2 separate regions of the Triticum aestivum genome follow, and region 1 is linked to region 2. A link is a contact called in public Hi-C data. All regions are on one chromosome and are shown on one strand. Each heading gives the region's core, a stretch centred on a gene start, on an enhancer-like site or on the middle of the called end of the contact. The rest is flanking DNA. Distances are from core to core; before and after follow the strand shown.

Region 1 (4,694 bases), core at 82-2,581, 350 kb after region 2:
AGTATCTGTGGGACAACATGATCCGTTCATAAATAACTTGTTGGACATATGGGGTCTAGTCAAATTTGAGACCGTGTTATACTAGACTTAATTTGCATGGTGTGTATGGATGATTTGTGTTATTTTCATCCGAACTTTGATAAATATTGGCCGATTCGCATGAATTTCGCCTGCCGAGTTAAAATACAGGTTGAAATGTATGTGACTAGTGTTGGATGACGGCCTCCCGCATCCGTGTCCGCATAGCGATCCACTTGTCCGTGAACGGATGCAGAAAAAATAATTGCGAGTTGCCATTGGAGATGCCCTGAAGCCCCTATGCATTTTAGCCGATCATGTCTACTCCGTACTGTTTGGCCCGCCGCCAGAAAGTAATGCCACCGGCGACCATGTGGCAGTACCACTTCTGCGCCTCATAAAGCGCTCATTAATCTGCTGGTTGAAATGCAGCCCCGCACGGCCAGTGCGCGACCGCGAGCAGCTTTCAATTTAGCGCCAGCGGGTCTCCTCGTCCCACCTATAGAACTTTAAAATAAAAATCAGAAAAAAGGGCTCTGCCCTGCGCACCAGCAACTGTCTGAGGTCACCGACGCACACGTGAAACCGAGGAAAAACGGAAAAAGCATAGAGGAGAGGAGCCCCCGTCCCCGGTCGCCACCGCTTTCTCTACTTTTCTCGCGGCAAATGGCGAATTTACCTTTGCTCCCTTCTTCCCTTGGAAGCAAAGAATGGGTGGGGGTGGGGGGAATGGGCACGCACGGGTCATGACGAGGAGCGCGTAGATGCTAGGCGGGGCGTGCGGTAGCTTCTTCCATGCCCCACGGTCGCGTACGCCGGTGACCAGTGGGTGCGAATCTTGGTGCAAGATCGTCTTGCCGACGGCACCATCATTGGTGGTAATTCAGATCGCCATGACGATGATTGCACGCCAGTGCGTGCTACTGCTCCTCGCTGTGGCGTGTCACATCTTCGTTATATTAACGGGTGAATGTAAAAGGCGCTCTTATGGATAGAAACTGATGATTAACGACGAGCAGCAATCTATCTAGGCAGACTGTTATCTTGAAGGGATATCCATTCACTTGTTCAGATATCTATCTATCTAGTGCAAAGTAACAACAATTCCATCAACTGTAAAAGGAGTTGCTAATTCCTCTCTATCACAAAAAGTTTCCCTGTTTTTTTATTGTTGAGATGAGAAATGGACAGGCAACGCAGCACAAGGAAGGCATGTGTGGGAGGGATGCCCGTACCCCCAGTTGCATCCTAGCCTTTTCATTTTGTTTTATAATAAAAGGAGAAGAATGGAATTTTGGGCTGCTTGCCACGCTTCTTTTGTATAAAGCCGACCCTGCCCCCGCCTCACCTAATTGTCAAGAGACAGGAGGACTGCCAAACCCACACCCATACAAGGGGCAGGCAAGGCCGCAAGGGGCACCCTCCTCAAGCCTCAAGCAACCAACGCAGCGCCAAGGAAGAACCCCTCCCTTCTTCCACCGATCCTTCCCTCCTTTCCTCGTCCTCACCGGCGACGACCCGCAGCCATGGCAATGGCTTACAAGATGGTAAGGATCCAGGCCTTTACCACTGCTGCTTTCCTTGACGCGTCTGGGGCATGAGGCAATTGACGATGTTTATGATGATTTCGCGGCGGGTGGTGTGTGCAGGCGACGGAGGGGATGAACATCAAGGAGGAGTGCAAGCGGTGGTTCACGGAGATGAAGTGGAAGAAGGTGCACCGCTTCGTGGTCTACAAGATCGACGAGCGGACGCGCGCCGTGCTGGTGGACAAGGTGGGCGGCCCCGGGGAGGGGTACGAGGAGCTCGTCGCCGCGCTGCCCGGCGACGACTGCCGCTACGCCGTCTTCGACTTCGACTTCGTCTCCGTCGACAACTGCCAGAAGAGCAAGATCTTCTTCATCGCATGGTAATTATTCACTCCTTTCTCGTTCACTTACTTACCGTCAAATCGATTAAATCATGGCGTCTGATCTTGATTATTAGCCATAATTATTGATGCGGATACCGCGATGCTGGATGGTTTCTTGGTTCTGGCGGCTAAGCATTCCTTGCTGGCTGCACACTGTATGTATTATAAACAGCTTTGATTGTCCGAACCGTAAGGGTCTAAGTTTTTGCCTGTCAGCGCAACTGCTCTTTGGATGATATGCAAGTCATTCATAAACTACGGCAGCTGCCAGCAAGAAACTAGCCAAGATACCAAATCCTCTTTGGTCCTCTGCACTATATAACACACTAACGCCAAGTTGGTAGTAATTACATGACGCAAGTGCAAATTACTAGTATATCAATTGACCATAGTCCTACCAACTACCAAACAAAATCGCAATCAAGCAATCACATATTGCATCGTCATTGAGAAAGGAGCTCAGACTAAAATTAAGATGTGGGGCATCTTCTCTCCATCTGCCCACGCACCAAATATAACTAGGGCGCCTGAGAGCATCAAGAAATTGACAGGAAATCTGCAGACCAAATGACTCTGCAATCAGCCCCACATCCTTATCGCTAAGAAAGAAGGAACACCGAATACGCATCAAACTTTTTCCATTTTCCACAAGAGTTGGTTGTCTGGCCCATACCCCCGCTGCCTTGTCAAACTCAAACGCAGGTCTGGTCGAGATCATGACGGGGGCCAAACTTTCTTGGCAGGGCCACCATCACCCTTCTCTTTCTTGCTTGCTTTGCTTTGTCCTTGCTGCCGCATCTTTGTTACTGTTGTCCTTAGTACTCATCCCTGCATTATTTTTCTCTTAACCCCCACAGCTAAGGTGGGCGGGCTCTTTAATCAGATCAGATCTGGAGACCTGTATACATCTGTTGTGCAGATCTGTCTGTCCTTGTATATTAGATTTGGCCCCTCATCGAAAGCAGGCACCGCCCATACCAATAACTTTTTACGATTGTATTTCAGTCAACATTTCACTGGCTTAATCGAAAGTGCGCAGCTTGATCAATCAGTTCCTCCTCCTTGTACTATCTTATCAAAAGCAAGCACGATTAAAGCACTTGACAGCAGAACTGGGTAGTTAAATACTGTTAGGTTAGCAAGCCTGTCGAGTGTCCATTCTCCATTGTCCACCAGCAGCCGGTCTCCTTTTGTTAAAGCGCTCTGGCTTTGTTCGATGGCAACAGCTGCTGGTGCATCGGCCTCACACGAGTACATACAAAGTTGTTTCATAATTCAGTGGGATTAGGATGGAGCCACAGGCAGTGGGTTGGGTCGGTTACTCGATTGGTTGATGATGATGATGATGATTTGTTGCTCTGTTTTTCTCTTGATTCAGGTCGCCGGCGGCGTCGAGGATAAGAGCCAAGATTCTGTACGCGACGTCGAAGCAAGGCCTGCGGCGGGTGCTGGAGGGGGTCCACTACGAGGTGCAGGCCACCGAGCGCTCCGAGATGGGCTTCGACGTCATCAGAGAGCGCGCGCAATGAGCGAGCCGCCGCCCAGAGCGAGCTTTACTATGTTGGTGTGCCTGTCGCCGACGATCGCCGGTGTACTATAATCGAACGGACGCTGATTGGGGCTGGCTGGCTGGTTGGTGTGCTCTGCCAGCAGTCTCGCTCGATGCGATCTGACGAGGGTTTGGGCTTTGATTTAGAAAAATTATCGATCCGTGGCTTGAGATTGTGCCGTACGTGCGTGTGATGTATAGGAGGAGCTGAGAGAGTGGCAGCGGATTAATGAAACGTCCCATCTCTGCGTGCGACGTGGAAATTCCACTGATGCTGATGATGCCCCGACTTCGTTTGCTATTGTGCTTCAACCGCTCTTCAAGATGGTACTACTACTACGGTTGATTGCTCTGGGTTGTCTCTTTGTCTGGTGAAATTGTTCCAGGCGTTTCTTCACCTCTGTTACGCCCAGCCCATAGCAAAATTTGTAAGGACACGAGAGACTCTTCTTCAGATTTTTGTAAGGAACTAGAAGGAGCTGCGCCGTTTTCCCATGGCAGCGTGTGTTTTTCATGCGCTTTGCTGCGCCAAATCGAAACAACATAATATTCTCTCTTAAAGATCTTTATTATGTTTTGAGAAAAATTACAGCGCATTCCTAGGACAAAAGCATACACCAATCTTTGTATACTCAGACTGTAAAAGAAAATCATAATTGTCGTCAAAATATATCTTCTTTTTTATCGTATAGGTAGATCAACTTGAACACATTTCAGCTGGTGTGAAGAGAAGTTCTGACATTCATCATATTTACTCTAGCATCGAGCAAATTACTGGATCTCAGTAGCTGCAACTCTAGCATACCATTTTTCTTTTATTTATTTTTGAAAGATCCAGCAGCTTGCTGGCTTGTATTGATCATAGCAGGAAGCACATGGGAAATACAAAAGGTGGATTTTGATCAAGAGATCAAGGAGAAAAATAAAAAACTTTGCCACCGGTGGCCAACAAGGTCGTTTTGTCAGGCAAACGACCGAAAAACCTGGCTATCTAGCTGATATCTCTCGGTAAAACCCCGAAGGGTGGCTGAATGTGCTTTGCTCCTGCTTGACACCAAATATCAAGATCCCTGTTGACGGCCTGAAGTACGTCAACATCCGAAGCAATTTTTACGCTGAAGGTGCACTCGTTTCTTTCCTGCCAAATCCTCCATAAGATGATCATAGTTAGTGTCTTGAGGGCCTTTTTGTGGGAAGGCTGGGCAACTGTGTTCA
Region 2 (4,940 bases), core at 1,399-3,898:
TGAACACAGAACACTATGATTTCAATTGTTCTATTACGCACTCACTTGCAAGTGGGTCCCACGTGCCAATTACAAGAAAGGTGAAGAAGATAGATGGGTACACTAACAGGTGAGTCCCGCCTGCCAGTCCATCATTTCAAATTTCAAATGGTTTCTAACTGATGAGGTCTATAGAGATATAACAAACAATTTATATGCCAACATATTAATTAAATGTGTTATGCGTACGATGTTAAAGTTTTAGCAATTTATTCAGAACATATTAACAATGTCAACCTAGCTGCAAAATGTATCCCGAGAACTGCTTCTATTAGTTTCATTATGCCCATTTTTGGTTTCTTGACTTCCTAATAACAGACAAGAATCCTCTCAGAATTAGCTACAAAACCTTTGAGGCAATTACTGATCATATATCGACTATGATGACACTATCTTGATAAATATGCTTTGGTTGCTATGCTTGATTCATGTTGTGCATACACATACAGAAAGTGTTTCGTCTGCTTCTATTAATGATTAAATCGCACTCTCTCAAATAATATTGGGTTCATCTGTTCATGTATAGTTTATTCAAATTCAAAAAACTCAAAAAGATTCCTGTAAATCATGCAGCCTTATCCATTGACGAAAGAACAGTGTAGGAGACATCCTTACACACTACACATTTACTTACTTGATTTAAGTGCACCATGTTTCCCCATTAGAAGTAATAGACACGGTACCAGACAAATTTGATTGCCATTATGGTGTAGCTACCTTTTTGGTCTTTTGCCAACTTGCAACAGCCAAGCACCAAACAATTCAGTTGTCCATGTTATTTCAGCCTTATGCATTGACAGATCAATGTAGCAGGAGACATCCTTACACACTACAAAGTTAGTTACCTGGTTTAAGTGCACAGCTTTTATCATAGTCCCCATTAGAAGAAATAGACAAGGTACCAGATAAATTTGATTGCCATTATGGTGTAGCAACCTTTTTGGTCTTTTTCCAAGCACAAAACCATTCAGTTGTTCATATAGAAAGGATTCAATGTTATTACCACTGGCAGGGGGGTTGGGTACTCAAACGTGTTCTGTAAAATATCATTGACTAATATGACTTGCTGGATCATAAGAAAGATAAGTGGAACGAGTATCAAAGATAGATGAAACACGTACCATTTTGCACGAGAAGAAGGTCTCAGTGTAAGTGGTTGTGCAGCGTCATAACAGGGACCATCAACTGCAACCTTGAGAAGTCCCTGCAGCTGCAGCTGCACATCGCTATTCAGCTTCGACAGAGCAGCCGCCCCGGCGTCACTAGCTGCAAATGCCGCTGCTGCACCAAATCTCTTCTCCACTTCACTTCTCTCAATCCCTTCCCACTCTTCAAACTCCATGCTCGCTCTAGCCTCATCTTCCGGCATCCCTAGCAATGTGGTATCCTTCTCGGGTAACTGAACATCCACTTTGTCATTAGAGCTGTCTTCTTGGCTGACATTTAGATCATCAGATTTCTCAAGAGCCGGCTCGTCCTTAGGGACCAGTTTTTCTTGCTGATCATCCGTGCCGGCCTCACGCCGAGCTTCCTCCTTATTGTGAACTTGAACAACTTCTTCCACAGATTGTTCTTTCATTTCCTCATCCTTTGCTGCGGCATCGGGAATCACTCTTGGAGCCACAACGGGAGCCAATTCGTGCTGACTCGCTTCAATGACTTGCTCCTCCTGCTTCCCAATTACGACGTCAAGAACATCTGCAGGTGGAGTCTCGGAAGCCAATTCACGCGGAATCACTTCAGCAGCTTGCACTCCCTCCGCCTTCTCCTCCGGTCCTGCATCAATAACTTCTGCAGGAGCAGCCCCCACATCCAGATGGAGCTGCTTCACTTCAACAGCTTCCATAGCATGAACTTCCTGTTTCTGCACTCCCGCATCAGGGACTTCACTCGGGGCACCTTCAGCGCCCAGATCATGCTGCTGGGCTGTCTCTTCCTCCAACTCCACGTCAAGAACCTCGCTGGGAGCAGCTTCATCGCCCAAATCACGCGGCTTCGCTTCGACAGCCGCCTCCGCGGCGGCGGTCAAATCGCAGTGCTTCTTGCCAACTTCACCCTCCTCCTTCTGCTCCCGCGACACGGTGCCAAGGAACAGCTCCGGAGCAAGAAGCGTCGCCGGAACCCCCTCTTCTTCCGCGGCCACCCACTCGGTCATCCCCTCCGCGACGGTGGCGGGGGCCTTCTCCACCTCGACCCACCCCTCGGCGAGAGGCGGCGCCGCCACATCCGCCCACGCTCCCACCTCGTCGACCTCGATGGCCCTCTCCTCTTCCGCCTCCTCCGCTTTTTCCTCCGCGATCACGTCAGCGGGCCCCGCCGCGCGATCGCGCCGGGGGGGATCATTGGTCCCGGAGAGGAGCTTGGCGAGCAGGAAGGCGACGAGGAGGGTGGCCGCCGCCGTGAGGAGCAGCTCGAACAGCAGCTCCATGAATCCCGGGCGGGGAAGGGCGGGGCAGGAAGCGAGGCAGCGGATGCGGATGCGGCTTCTCGCTTGCTTTTCTTGTTCGGTTGGGTCGGCGAGGAGAAGGGGGAAAGAGAAAGCGGAAACAGGGGGGCTACAGGAGAAGGAGAAGGGGGAGCAGCAGAAGAGACGAGGGTGGAGACGGAGGTGGGTGCGTGGGGGGAGAGAGTAAAGGGGGTGGGGCGCCAAAAGGGAGAGGCATATTCGGGGGCGGATACGACCGCCACGAGGGAGGGAGGGCGGAAAAGGTCTCGTCCACCGCGAGCCGCTTGGGGCGACGCCGTCAGGGGGTTTTCGCTTCCTTGCGTCCGGCTACGCGACGAGGGAGGTCATCGGCGAGAAGGCGGCGACGGAGACAGCGAGCGCCGGACCGCCAACGTTTGGAGGTTTGGGTGGGGGGTTTCGGCCTTTTGCTCGCTTTGCGTGTGCTGCGCGCTTTCGGTGGGAAATTTCTCCGTGTTAGGCCAACTCCACCGCGCGACCCCTATCCTGTCCGTCCCCGTTCATTTGGGGTAAAAGGGACAAACCGGGCGGCCCAGCGCGCGGGAGCAAACGGACTTTTGTCCGTTTCGTGTCCGCTTTCGACCCATCCCCGGCCCAAATTTGCGCCGGTTTTGGGGTGAAACGGACAGCGCGCGGATGGGCGGGACGCGCGCGCTTGTCCTCCCCTGGCCCGTCTGTCGGTGGGAGAAACCAAAACCCCCCACGCCCCATTTGGCGCCATTTTCCCCAAACCCTCCCACGTCCCTCCCGCCGCCCCCTCTCTCCCCCGTTCATGGCCGACTCCCAGCCGAATTCCGGTGGCCTGGCCGTTGACCCGCCCGGAAAGGTGAAGAAGAAGGCGGCCAAGGCGGCAAGGAAGCCGCGGTCGGAGTGCACGCCGGAGGAGACGCCAGGTTGGACACGGAAGCGGCGAAGAAGAGGAGCCGGAGAGCGGTCGTCAGGGTCAATGCCGCCGCGGCCAAGTTCGCCGCCGAGCGCGATGCGAAGGAGGCCGCTCGGCGCAAGGCCGCGGCCGACGAGAAGGAGGACATCGTCAACAAAGCGCACGTCCTCCTCATGCTTGGCATGGGCCGTTCGGCCAGTTTCACTACAGCGGCCGTCGGCCCGGCGAGCACAGGCTCGTCGGTCGCCCGGCCTGCGCACTGCCAGTCGCGGACCACGCCCATGTCGCCCGGCTTTCCTCCGCCAAGGCACGACGGCCAGACCCGTTTCTCGGGGTCGCCGGACGTTGGCTTGTTCGCGCCGTCGACACCGCGCCCCGCGGCCGTCATCGACCTTAATGTCACGCCTGGGTCCAGCAGCGGCGACCGGCTGTCCGTCGAGATGCAGAGCAAGCAAGCACGGGCACCATGCCGGGCCCCCGCGTGTTGTTTGATGGAATGCCAACAGCAACGGCACCGGTCGACGACCCCTTCTACAACCAGTACATGGAGAACGTGATCTTCGAGGCTAGGCACGGACGTGCCTACGACCCCGAGGAGACCCAAAGTCAGGATGGCCGCGCCCAGTACGTCCCCGATGAAAAGGCCGACGACCGTGCAGACTACGACCTGAAGGAAATATGCCCTAGAGGCAATAATAAAGTATTATTTATTTCCTTATATCATGATAAATGTTTATTATTCATGCTAGAATTGTATTAACCGGAAACATAATACATGTGTGAATACATAGACAAACAGAGTGTCACTAGTATGCCTCTACTTGACTAGCTCGTTAATCAAAGATGGTTATGTTTCCTAGCCATAGACATGAGTTGTCATTTGATTAACGGGATCACCTCATTAGGAGAATGACGTGATTGACTTGACCCATTCCGTTAGCTTAGCACTCGATCGTTTAGTATGTTGCTATTGCTTTCTTCATGACTTATACATGTTCCTATGACTATGAAATTATGCAACTCCCGTTTACCGGAGGAACACTTTGTGTGCTAACAAACGTCACAACGTAACTGGGTGATTATAAAGGTGCTCTACAGGTGTCTCCAAAGGTACTTGTTGGGTTGGCGTATTTCGAGATTAGGATTTGTCACTCCGATTGTCGGAGAGGTATCTCTGGGCCCACTCGATAATGCACATCACTATAAGCCTTGCAAGCATTGTAACTAATGAGTTAGTTGCGGGATGATGTATTACGGAACGAGTAAAGAGACTTGCCGGTAACGAGATTGAACTAGGTATCGAGATACCGACGATCGAATCTCGGGCAAGTAACATACCGATGACAAAGGGAACAACGTATGTTGTTATGCGGTCTGACCGATAAAGATCTTCGTAGAATATGTGGGAGCCAATATGAGCATCCAGGTTCCGCTATTGGTTATTGACCGGAGAGGTGTCTCGGTCATGTCTACATAGTTCTCGAACCTGTAGGGTCTGCACGCTTAAAGTTACGATGACAGTTATATTATGAGTTTATATGTTTTGATGTACCG

What was found. Hi-C and Micro-C count contacts between places; a contact is called where the count stands out from the background.
Region 1: a contact with region 2 is called in a Hi-C map of leaf, with 4 times the contacts expected there. The contact joins the promoter of LOC123098092 here to the promoter of LOC123098089 in region 2. A contact is called at or near these places in 2 of 5 Hi-C or Micro-C datasets (both in leaf).

The regions. Positions count from the first base shown.
Region 1 is chr4D:387,401,259-387,405,952 of IWGSC CS RefSeq v2.1, forward strand. LOC123098092 (actin-depolymerizing factor 5) reads left to right here and starts at 1,332. Exons shown (of 3, transcript XM_044519967.1): 1 at 1,332-1,565; 2 at 1,668-1,927; 3 at 3,309-3,831. The coding sequence starts at 1,545. The coding sequence ends at 3,459.
Region 2 is chr4D:387,047,025-387,051,964 of IWGSC CS RefSeq v2.1, forward strand. LOC123098089 (acyl-CoA-binding domain-containing protein 5) reads right to left here and starts at 2,649. Exons shown (of 5, transcript XM_044519964.1): 1 at 1,161-2,649. The coding sequence starts at 2,467.